2 separate regions of the Mus musculus genome follow, and region 1 is linked to region 2. Evidence: chromatin contacts called from public Hi-C data. All regions are on one chromosome and are shown on one strand. Each heading gives the region's core, a stretch centred on a gene start, on an enhancer-like site or on the middle of the called end of the contact. The rest is flanking DNA. Distances are from core to core; before and after follow the strand shown.

Evidence for each region. Hi-C and Micro-C count contacts between places; a contact is called where the count stands out from the background.
Region 1: a contact with region 2 is called in a Hi-C map of cerebral cortex, with 2.5 times the contacts expected there. The contact joins two enhancer-like sites. A contact is called at or near these places in 4 of 484 Hi-C or Micro-C datasets (cerebral cortex, cortical neurons and nephron progenitors) and 5 of 115 datasets of contacts at active chromatin or transcription factors (embryonic basal ganglia, embryonic forebrain, embryonic stem cells and 1 more).

The regions. Positions count from the first base shown.
Region 1 is chr11:80,601,724-80,604,684 of GRCm38.p6, forward strand. It overlaps Myo1d (myosin ID), which reads right to left. Exons shown (of 22, transcript NM_177390.3): 17 at 1-83. Among named protein-coding and RNA genes, the nearest start is that of Gm38907, 16 kb to the right of the region's middle. Within about 2 kb of position 1,573, at least 131 of the 459 cell types and tissues checked have an H3K27ac peak or open chromatin away from gene starts, as enhancers often do. A contact at or near this core is called in cerebral cortex, cortical neurons, embryonic forebrain and 1 more, where this site is marked.
Region 2 is chr11:80,517,798-80,520,655 of GRCm38.p6, forward strand. All of the region lies in intron 21 of Myo1d (myosin ID), which reads right to left. Among named protein-coding and RNA genes, the nearest start is that of Gm31109, 10 kb to the left of the region's middle. Within about 2 kb of position 1,609, at least 76 of the 459 cell types and tissues checked have an H3K27ac peak or open chromatin away from gene starts, as enhancers often do. A contact at or near this core is called in cerebral cortex, cortical neurons, embryonic forebrain and 1 more, where this site is marked.

The DNA.
Region 1 (2,961 bases), core at 323-2,822, 84 kb after region 2:
TTATAGCGCCTGTAGTACCTGATTATTGTCAGAGCTGCCTTGGTCCTCTTGTACCGCATGCGGGCCAGGGTGCCACGCCACACCTTCGTGAGAGAGAAAGGAAACTGAAAACATTGCTGGCTGACTAAGTAGTAGTGACTTTGGCATTTCAGATGGTTCCTCGGCTTAACAAGCTCAGCTGGTAACCTGATTGCAGTGAAAATCAATGCAGGGGTGGTGGGTGGTGGCGTGTGCCAGAGGCACATAGATCTCTGAGTTCAAGGCCAGCCTGGTCTAAAGAGTGAGTTCTAGGACAGCCAGAACTACACAGAGAAAACGGGTCTCAAACAAACTAACATACACTAAAACCACCACCACCAAAAAGAGACAAAGCCTGTCTATTCCATCTGCTGCCAATAGATGGCGTGAGGAATCATGGTCGTTCCCCCTCACCCCCACTCCCCAGCCAATCATAATTTTATAGAGAAGTGTGTGTGGTATTTAAAGCAGTTTTGTTTTAACTTTATTATCACAAAATGAAGGAAACCAAAATGCAAGTATCTGTAGATGGATAAATATTTTAGGAAAGCTGAAGTCAAGTAAGATGAGTCAGAGCCAAATGCCGTAAGCATCTACAGTGCTTCAGAAATGCAGCTTCACACAGATAGCACACCGGCGCTAAGTGGATTTACACAAAGCCTACGCTCCAGCTTTTCCTAGGCACGATACAGTCGTGAGAACTTAGTATATTCACCCCTGGGGAGAGGGCCGAAGAGACCATCAGGATCACATTAAGTTTCCCTGGGCTTCAGCACTTGATAATCAGACAATATACAAACACCAAATCTGTCCAAGCATCACATCAGAGATACTTAGATCTTTTCAAGCTCCTGTATCCAGGTACTCCTAGTTTACAATCTTTTGAGAAAGCCGAATTTAATGTAATCTTTGACTGATCAAGGGCCCTTCTCTGACTCTTTCTCTCAATCACTGAATTTGTTTTCTTTCCTACTGTTTCCAGTATGTGCCCCTTTCTGTTCTTTTCTGCCACAGAGGCTCTGTGACCTCAGATGACTAACCATACTCTCTTTGCCGAATGCTACCCCCAGATCCCTTGCTAGTCACCGCTGTGCCTTAATCACCCAGTCCTATCCTTCGGTGGCTTGTGTCATTTCCCTCTGGTTTCAACCGCGAATTCAAAGCTCACAGTACGGCTTCTCCAGCCTCCCCCAGGGTTCCTGTAATTCCTCTTGAATCCCCATCTGTGCCCCTGAATTCTCCCGAGACACACTTGCACCAGCTCCTCCATTTAGCTGTTGTGAGGCTGTCTTCCTGCGGCTGAGTGCTCACTGTGTGCTGGCACGTTCTCCCTCCACAGCCTGTGGCACGGCGTGAGCAAGCGCACAGATTTGTATGCAGACCACATGGGAGGAGGTTATCAAGGGAGCCCGATGGGGCAAGAAAACCCGCAATACATAGGGAAACGTGGTGTGTGAGCAACGTGTGTGATGGCAATCTGGGGTTCACGTATCACCAGTACTGGAAGACAATGAGGCAATGAAAACCATCTCGTGCTCTCACGTGGCACGGAACAGAACCCTTTTTAGTCTCAGCGGCTCCTTCCTGTAGCCGAATGTGCTGTGCAGATGGCTGTGCTACGCCCCCACCCGAGTGCTAAAATAAAGGCCCCTTCTTTGGTATCTTGAGAAACCAAAGGGAACACAATTAGAGGGTGGAAGTGTGTGATTCAATTTCTTAGACAAAACACACTTCAAGTTTCCTACTGTTTGGGGCTTTGCTTTTCAGAGGGGGAGAAAATTGAGATTCTCTGGTGCCCACTTTATACAAAGCCAATCTTCTAATTTCCAAGAAGCATTTTGTAAAGCTTTTTATTAAAACAGTTTTGGTTGGAAACGTTGAAAGCATTCCGGAAGTGCTTTTTAAGGACAGGCTTCACTTGTTCCGTTTGTGTAGCTGGCTTATCTAGGTTTTAGATTGTTGAAAAAAATAGCATAAAAAACACTTATCCTAAAAGACAGTAAGTAACCCTTTCCCTGTCACCTGAGCTTACTTTCCCATCCTGCACGCTTGTTCTTCCCAAACTATTTTAGCTGCTTCTTCTAGGACTTAATGTCATATCTGCCGATACTATGCATGTATGTTCTGTTCAAATTTCAAAACCTGGGCATTTACCTGTCTCACCAACACTCATCCTGCCGTCACTTCAACAGCTGTCAAAACAGTTTTCAGTTGTTTATTATGTATACCATATCCACACACATGTGCATTGCATTAGATTATGTATAGCATATAAAATGGGCTTATTGTTGTATAAGGGAGTATGATTATTCTCCCATTACCTTATGTGTTTGCCTTCACTCGTAGTTTAGAACTCCAGGTACAATTTCTAAACCACTCCTCTACCTTCTTAGTATATCAATGTTCGCTTTCACCAAATGTCACAAAGGCCCACCAAGTAACCAGTGACACTTCTCAGAGCGGCAGGCTCAGCCACAGAATCCTGCTGCTGTCTCCCAAGTGCTGGGGTTCCACATGTGAACCACTACATGTCCAGCTAAAAGCATTTTAATTCAGTTCAGATTTAGAGGAGGATCAGAAATTCTTTATAGTGAGTTCAAGGCCAACCTAGCTTACCTAAGGAGACCTTATCTCAAAAATTAAGAAAGAAGCATTTAAATATTTTAAAAATGAGGTCTTGTTTCAAAAATAAAACACAAAAGTTAGGAAGGTCAGCACCAAACATAGGAGAGGTGGGGTTTTTATAGTCCCCAGACTGCAAGGCTCAGGGGTTTCCAAGGAATGTCATGTAGGAACCTGACAGAACATCCCGTGAGAGCAGAGGTCAGGGTATAGGGTATAAAACATGCCGAATTCCGGAAAATGGGTTGAGGCAAGGTGGAACTCAAGTTTTCCAGTAAACATAAATGAACTTATTTTGACCTTGTAACAAAATGGCTACTG
Region 2 (2,858 bases), core at 359-2,858:
AAAATAAAATCTGTGTATGTATACATGTATGCAGGGTTGTGCAGAAGCCAGAGGTCAACCCTGGGTGTCGTTCCACAATGTGTTTTGAGATAGGGTCTCTCACGGGGACCTGGGGCTCACCACAGGCTGGGCTAAGTTGGCTGTCTAGCAAGCCTTAAAATCTAATTATTTCCTCACCTTCCAGTGCTGGGAACATAACTGTGTGCCACCACACCTGGTTTCTTTCTTAAGTTCTTGGGATGGAACTTAGGGCCTCATGCTTGCATAGGAAATATGCCCCAAGCCCCTCAATTCAAGTTGTATATGCTACTGGCCACAGATGAGGTTTCAGTTCTGGGAGGGGTCTCAGTGATTGACTTCTGCTCCATGTTAAATACTTCTCCCTGTACTGTGACGGAGTGTGACCAGGTACCCTGCGTTCGTTCCCCTTTCCTTCTGGTCACACACAACAAGAATGCTAGAATTTGAGGTCTTTCTCTTATGCCTTTACTTTCTAAAGGACCTGTGTCTGAAGCTCTGAACTGAACTCCTGTGATCCATCCCTTTCCTCAGGTTTGAGAAGGGTGAGCTTCGCAGGAGGACTGTGATTCTTTCAACTCAGAGAACAGCAAGGCAGCCCTCCTAGAACAGATTTTGTCTAGACTCCCTCTTCTTGGTACACTGCCACAGGGCTCCTAATCCCACACAGAGCACCTGGTCCCTTCCCATGCTGCACTGGACGGGAGGCCCCCTCCCCCTACACACACACACACACACACACACACACACACACACACACACACAGACACTGGGATGAGCCACTCCAAGCTCTCAACAGTAGCTCATCTACTCTGGCTTTCCTTTGGAATTCGGTGATGAACTCATTAAATCACAAACTTGTTGTGACAGGAAGTCATTCAGATGCTGATGCCATTGCCATGGAAACCATTCCTCTGCTCCAAGCTCTGTCTGCCTCTGCCAAGGAGCACTCCAGCTCCATAATTACTGTCACCCCCGAATAGCACAGAGCCATCAAGGAGTGAGCGGGGCCCAGAAGCAGGGGCACATGCAGTCTGCTCTGCTTTCAGATGATGAATCCTTGTTGGTTTTAGTATTTTTAGCACACATTTTTGTTCTGTAGCAGTTGTCTTTTAAATTCCTGCATGCTGGCTCCTTCCCAGAACCTTCTGAGTTTCAGACAAAGGAGCTTTGGGTGGGGGTTGTGGTGGGGTGCACACAGCTTGGGGATAATCATTTAAGAGTACCCACTGCTTTCCTAAATCTTTATGCTCCTACATATGGAAAATGTGTTCACATGCCCATAGGACAGCCCCCAGGAAGGCATTTCAACTCGGCCAGTTCACATCCTGCAATGCCACTGTCATACAGACAGACAGGGTCAAAGGCTTATTTAGACCAGAGACCAGAAAGCTGAGGGCAGCTGGCTATGTGTCTGTGTAGGTTTGCTGGAGGTTTTCCGATCTGCTCCATTGCTGAAGACTGACCACACTGTGGAAAAAGGAGCATTTGTCTTGCTCGACACGGTGAGCAGCTTTCCCTTGTGTATTTCCAGCACGCTCTATACAGTGGAACATCAAACATATCAGTCACCAAGTACCTGACAGAGATGGCACGAGGCAGTTCACATTGTTTCCCGATTTAGGTTAATCTCTGTGGAGGCAGGTATTTTTATCCCAATTTTACAGATAAGAAATGTGACATTCAAAGTGATCAGGGGAACAGAATAAATGCCATGCTTCCCCATCCTGCCTTGCTGTTAACATATCATGTGGGCTGTGTCCTCACGCTGAAAGGTGACTTCTGTGAAGTCAGGAGCCCGTGGTTCTTAGAAACACAGATAAGCAGACTGGGAAAGGTCCTTCATCATTACCATGATCCACCAACCACCACTTCCACACATTCCAAGAGACTGTCAGGTTTTGGGGTGTAGACCTCTAGGCGTGGCATTCTGGGTTAGGACAGGCTAGGTTACTACTCTGTGGATTGCTCCTACCATGGACAGAGTTTCTACAAAGCCCCCAACCTGCTTTTGTGGGCTTATGGTCCGAAAACTCTATGGCTATTGAAAATTTATCCTAGAAGTATGTGGCCAGCTGAGTGCACTGGTCCACGCCTTCAAACCTTGCACAGGGAGGTGGAGGAGAAGGCATTCAGAGCCAGCCTGGGCCATACAAGGGCCTGCCTCACACAAAACAAAATGACGACGAGAGCATGTGTGTGTTGCAGAGGGCAGGCTGCAATAGGAGCTCTTCATTGCCTTGACCTCTACCTGCTGCATGTATGACTTCAGAGAGTCTCCGCTGTCTGACTGTCTGTGTATAACATTAACTGCATGGCTTAAAAAGTAATTATACGCTTTAGCCTTTAAAGGGAGGCAGCTTGTTCTTTGGTGTTGAGGTTTGTCAATGACCTGTATGGATGTTACATCTCTTCAATACAGGCACGCCCTTCCCTTTGGTGTCACATGAAGGCCACGTTAGCTGATTTCATACGTTAGATTCGTGCGGGACCGTGAAGAGGGACATGAACACCATGTGAGAGAGAATGTCCCTGAAAGGCACACTACTCTGGAATTGTGTCCAACCCAGGCGCTAAGAACTCTTTAATAGAAATGAAGTAATACAGACTGTAGGATCAATAGTATGTTAGGGGAAATCTAGTTTATGATGAATATTATGAAATAAATGATTTTTCTATATTAAACAGTGATTCCTTTCTTAAGCAATATGTTATATTAATTTTTTAATACTACAGTGTTCTAGTTTTGTTGTGTGTATTTGCTGTCTCAGAAAGATTAAAACAAAATTTCTGTAGTGAATCATGAGGATTAGAAAGGCCTCTAGCAACACTGTTGAAAA